2 separate regions of the Pan troglodytes genome follow, and region 1 is linked to region 2. The links are chromatin contacts, called in public capture Hi-C maps. All regions are on one chromosome and are shown on one strand. Each heading gives the region's core, a stretch centred on a gene start, on an enhancer-like site or on the middle of the called end of the contact. The rest is flanking DNA. Distances are from core to core; before and after follow the strand shown.

Evidence for each region. Capture Hi-C pulls out chosen DNA fragments and counts their contacts.
Region 1: a contact with region 2 is called in a capture Hi-C map of stem cell-derived neural stem cells, with 6 times the contacts expected there. The contact joins two enhancer-like sites. A contact is called at or near these places in 3 of 7 Hi-C or Micro-C datasets (induced pluripotent stem cells and stem cell-derived neural progenitor cells) and 1 of 1 other capture datasets (stem cell-derived neural stem cells).

Annotation. Positions count from the first base shown.
Region 1 is chr13:54,650,285-54,653,054 of NHGRI_mPanTro3-v2.0_pri, reverse strand. All of the region lies in intron 17 of FMNL2 (formin like 2), which reads right to left. Among named protein-coding and RNA genes, the nearest start is that of ARL6IP6, 97 kb to the left of the region's middle. Within about 2 kb of position 1,509, at least 5 of the 24 cell types and tissues checked have an H3K27ac peak or open chromatin away from gene starts, as enhancers often do. A contact at or near this core is called in stem cell-derived neural stem cells, where this site is marked.
Region 2 is chr13:54,064,888-54,067,763 of NHGRI_mPanTro3-v2.0_pri, reverse strand. All of the region lies in intron 2 of CACNB4 (calcium voltage-gated channel auxiliary subunit beta 4), which reads left to right. Among named protein-coding and RNA genes, the nearest start is that of CACNB4, 61 kb to the left of the region's middle. Within about 2 kb of position 1,408, at least 7 of the 24 cell types and tissues checked have an H3K27ac peak or open chromatin away from gene starts, as enhancers often do. A contact at or near this core is called in stem cell-derived neural stem cells, where this site is marked.

The DNA.
Region 1 (2,770 bases), core at 260-2,759, 590 kb before region 2:
AGTGCAGTGCCGCAATCATGGCTCGCTGCAGCCGTGACCTCCCAGGCTCGGGCAATCCTCCCACCTCAGCCTCCAAGTAGCTGGAACCACAGCTGTGTGCCACCATGCCTGGCTGATTTTTATATTTATTGTAGAGACAGAGTTTCACATGTTGCCCAGGCTGGTCTCAAACTCCTGAACTCAAGTGAGCTTCCCCACTCGGCCTCCCAGAGTGCTGGGATTACAGGCATGAGCCATCTTGCCCAGCCTAAGAAAATGTTTAAGACAACAGAGCGAACAAAGGGGTACATAAAGACCAAGACTCTGTCTTAAAAATAAATAAATAAAAGGGGCGGGCGGGGAAGGAAAAGAAATTGCTGGGCGTGGTGGCTCAAAGTCCTAGCACTTTGGGAGGCCAAGGCAGGTGGATCACCTGAGGTCAGGAGTTCAAGACCAGCCTAGCCAACATGGTGAAACCCTGTCTCTACTAAAAATACACAAATTAGCCAGTTGTGGTGGTGTGCACCTATAATCCTAGCTACTCGGAAGGCTGAGGCAGGAGAATCGCTTGAACCCGGGAGGCAGAGGTTGCAGTGCACCGAGATCACGCCATAGCACTCTAGCCTGGGCAACAAGAGCGAAACTCCATCTCAAAAAAGAGGAAGGAAGGGAGGAAGGGAGGAAACTCCTCTTTTTTGAGATGGGAGGGAGGGAGGGAGGGAAGAAGGAAGGAAGGAAGGAAGGGAGGGAGGGAGGGAGGGAGGGAGGGAGGGAAGGGAAGGGAAGGGAAGGGAAGGAATTGTATGGATTCTCAGACTCAGAAATAGCCACAGTCCCTTGCCCTTCTTTTTGAAAAGCAAGTTCTTCCCAGGAGTCAGCTGTGTTTGACTAGGAGGTATCTACACACTCATTAAAAATACTGAAAACCTCTTAATAGAGAGAATGGGATGTATCTTTAAGGGACTATGGCGAGTGCCAACTCCTCTCACTGTGAGGGAATATGCCAAAAAAGGTAATCCATTTAAAATTATATTTATCTATTATATATCATAAAGAAGTCTTCCCAAACCATTTAGCCATACACATTCAGCTTCGTCAGTCTGTTCTGGGTAGCCTACCACACTACTTGGGAGCTTCACTATTTGTCATTATTAGCAAGACAGGGAGGAGAACTTCAGCGCTTCAGTGCAGAACAAAATAAAAGCAACACACGACTAAGCTTGTAGCTGGCTGCCTGCCTGCCTGCCTCAGTTGGCGTTAACTGAGACAGACAGTGCCTCTCATTCCTCCAGAGTTACAAAGGCCATTTAAACAGCAGGAATGTCATCTGATAAATCCACACAAAAGCATGCAGAAAAACAGACACAGCTTTAGCCAAACCAGGCCTCTCCACCACCGAACATGACACCTTTGTCCCCACTACGCCACAGTGTCAGATTCCTCGCCATACAGCATTTTGTCTACGCTACCCAGGAAAACGGATGTTCTCGATGGGACAAAGGAACAGACTTTCCTCTAGCACTTGCCCTAGCACTGCCTCTGGCACTTCAGCAATGTTAGGGATCTGGGGAGCAGCAGAAGGGCTGCAGAGGAGTCTTTTCATAACCTGAGGTGACAGGTTGGTGCCAATGGCTTCCTACCTTCCTCTCACAGACATGGTAGGCTCATGACGCTTGCTAGAAGTTTGCCATTTGCAACCACCCTTCTAACTATTTAGCAAGGTCAGGAATAAGCCTGAGATCAGAACACAGGCAAGAAAGTTCTCCTCCTTGGAAAGGTTTTCCTGGCTTTAACCAGGGTGGGAGTGGGAAGAGGAGGAAAGCACATAGGTGACCACTGGACACACTGTGTCCCCATGGCTCGGGCTAAAGGCAGGTGAGTGCTCCCTGGAGTGGGCCAGAGACCAGCATGAGGGAGGGAATGGAAAAGGGGCACCTGGCACCTTTTTTTTGTTCTTAGAGTTGAAGCCTCAGATACAAATATAAAAATTAAAAGAAGAAGAAGAAGAAAAAAACACCTTTTCTCAGAGGAAATGGAAGAGGGCATGTGAATCCAGGATGTCTGCTTCAAGGACAATAGTCTCTTATGTAGATTCAACTAGAATGTGTGGGCAAACCTGGAATCATCATCAGCCACCACCAAGACTTCCCACAGACACAAAGTCAAAATGCAATGGATCAAAGCAAAATGGAGTGGAAAGATGTCAAGGCACAGTGTGACCAACAGAAACACATGGCAAATACTCAACACACTCAGTGAGGAGCAACCTACAGAAAAGCTTGATTGGCCCATCTTTTGTGGAAGCAGAAAGAACAGAGAAAATACAAAAAAAATTAGATATGGTTAGAGTCAAGCGGCTCAGCAGTTCACGCACTCAGCATAGAATTTCATGCTTCTTGGACACATTTCACGAGGCGGCACAGAGCCAAAAATTCATTTCCATTCAGGCCTGCCTCCAAGACTCAACTATTTCATTTTTAAAATTATCCTTTTTAGAAGAGGGAAGAAAAAAATTATTTCATCGTAGTGGTACCAAACAGCAATACTGAACTGTGCTAGGCATTCCATAGGATAGGAATAATTTTTACATGAAAAACAATCAACCAAAGTCCAAATTCGCATTGTGAGGATCCGAGCACATCCTCCCAGACAGACGGCAAAGGTTCCACCTGCTCAGCAGCCTGTCTCAGGTGACCTACCGGGGGAAAGGGAGCCAGGTTGTTCTATCACAGACTTGAGAGGAAGGAAGCCTTATTCTTCAAATGCATATTTCACACTACTACTATTTTCT
Region 2 (2,876 bases), core at 159-2,658:
TCAGCTCACTGCAACCTCCGCCTCCCGGGTTCAAGCAGTTCTCTGCCTCAGCCTCCCGAGTAGCTAGGATTACAGGCACCCACCACCACACCTGGCTAATTTTTGTATTTTTAGTAGAGATGGGGTTTCACCATCTTGGCCAGTCTGGTCTTGAACTCCTGACCTCGTGATCCATCGGCCTCAGCCTCCCAGAGTGCTGGGATTACAGGTGTGAGCCACCGCGCTCGGCCCAATAATAAGATTCTTAAGTAGAGACCTCAGAAAACTATGTTTCTTGCTTTTTTTTAAATACAAGGAAATGTTTGCTTATACAGCTAAACCATTTTCTTTAAATGCTGTTTAATTATCCCTATATTAACTAAGCAAGCAATGACCTCAGTTCTGAATTACTTTATTATCTTTCCTCTATATCCGTCCAGAGCTCTAGCCAATGGGCCAGCAGGGAACATGAGGAAGTGTCGCACCCTCTTGGGGTGGGGACATACAGGGCTGGGAAGAGAGGGGGAGATTTCCTGTCCAGAGTGTCCTGGGCTGGGAGGTGGAAGGCCTGAGGGAACTGTCCCTCTCCACCACTAACGTGTGTAACTACAGCCAAGTCCTAGCACCAGTCAGGGCCTCTGTCCCCATCTCTGTGGCCACAGCTGGTCACCCTCCTCCCAATCTCGCATGCCATGAGTCTTTGAAAATGGCTGAGTTTGCAGCCTGTCCTGCTTTTATTGCCATGTCTTTTGTGGAAAGAGGAAAAGGAAGTCTCAGCCTCTGCTGTTAATGAGCTGTTATACGAGCCAGCAGGCTGCAGCAGAGTAGTGGGCCTTTCCTCTTCTGTGCCTCCAGCTGCTCACGCACACCTATCCTCTTCCATCTCCCAGCCAGACTCGGTGCTGAGGTAGAAGCCTGTGTCCCAAGTGCTCATCATCTCTGCTGAACACACTCATTATCTGCAATCAAGCTGCATTCCAGCTTCTTGCCAAACCCTTGTCTGTCAGTAGAAGCTGCATTGGGGATATACAGTCTGAATTTGGCTCATTAGGCCAAAGGCAAGCAGCAGAACTTGGAAAAGGCCAGGGAGGGCTGTTGCGTGGTTCTCAGCAACTTGTGCACACTCTGGTGTGAGAATTACCAAACCCCAGAATTACAAGCTCACCAACCCCTTACTTTACAAGACTTTTTGTTCTGCATTCCCATTGCAGGCCAGCATCCTTGATGCTTTGAAGAATTTAGGAACTTTGCCATTGGCAGGATTTATGAAAGCTACCCCCACCTCCTGCCTCCAAATACAGCATGGTAGATCCCAGTAGGTTCCTGACATGCATTTCTTTGGGGGCCCTCTGATCCTCCCCAGTTTTCCTGGCCAGATGAATGCTGAAGATTCCCTGGGCCCTACGTTTTGTCACGGCCTCCTTGGGGGTGGTTCCCTTCTGCATCCAGCTGTTGCAGCCTGGCTCTGTGTTCACTGCAGGCTGGGGCCCGGCCAGCTCCCTGCTGTAGCAGTTGGTGAGCAGCTCCAAAGATGAAGGGGGAGCAGCAGTGCTGCAGGCCTGCTGAGGTCTTGGCTCATGGTGGCTCACCTGGCTGACTTTCGACCAAATGGGAGAAGAAAAATCTTCCCTCCTCCCTTTAGGTCTCAGAGGGAGGCCATGTCTCCCTAGAGCATTTCTTTCTCTCCCTCCCATCCTTAGGAAAAGAAGAGTGTCATCCTAAATGCTGTGCCTTCACCTGAGAGGGGATATGTGCTTTTGGTCTAAGCAAGAAGAATGAGAAAAATTTAGGCTCACTGGGAGTCAGAAGGTCACATTATTCAGTTGTTCATGGAATACTTCAAAATGTGTGAGCATTTATTTCTTGCCTCTCTTTTGGCTTTGAAATACCTTAAAACAAGTCAGATACGTAAGCATTTGCAGCAGCAGGGTGTAAGTAGATTTAAGAATGGCACGATTCCTCTGTAATGTCCACAGACATATTCCTTTAGCAAAGATTGACATTTGGGCCAAAGCAGGATTTATTTATTCTTGCAATCACTCAGTTTGTAAATTGACGGGATATAGATTGCCACAGAAGCACTTCCCTGATTCATATTCAAAGGAGAGTCTTGTAATATTATTAGGTATGGCAAGTGTGTTATTGTAATATCCACCTTTGAGTACTTGTTCAAAGGAGGTAAGCAGGATATTATATTACTTCTAACCAAACCAAGCTTCTCGGACATGACTCATTGAGAAGGTAACAAAACAGAAGCCCAGGGAAGAATACCCTACATAAGCGCTTGGGAACCTATGCCCCCGCAAGAATCAACTGGCCTGAGCCGCAAGTGTGGAAATGGTCTACATGCGCCATCTTGTGGCTAAGGCCATCAAGAACGTTTGGAGATAGAAACACCCAAATAAGGGTTCTGCTCAGGTTCACTGCCTTTTTGAAGCTGAAGTTCATGATAGCTGCTTTCTAGCATCTAGTGCACTTCCTGGCATTCTCAATTAATATTTGTCAGGTGAAACTTTTCGAAGGAATCTCATGTCATGGCAGAGTATACTTGTTCTATGTTACACTAGAAGGCATAGCCAAGACTGACATGTCTTCCAGCCATGGTCCAAGGCCGTTGTGTACAAAATAAGACAGAATACTCTAAACATGGTCTGAGTAGCCTAAAGTACCCCAGAAATATTACTTCCAAGACTCTGGAAACTCTGCTTCTAGAGGTCGACATCCTCACTGAAATCTGCCTTTCACCACACTTAACACTTAAAAAAAATTAATGTGGTAAAAAACATGTAACATAAAATTTACTGGCCAGGCACAGTGGTTCCTGCCTATAATCCCAGCACTGTGGAAGTCTAGGAGAGCAGATCACCTAAGGTCAGGAGTTCGAGACCAGCCTGGCC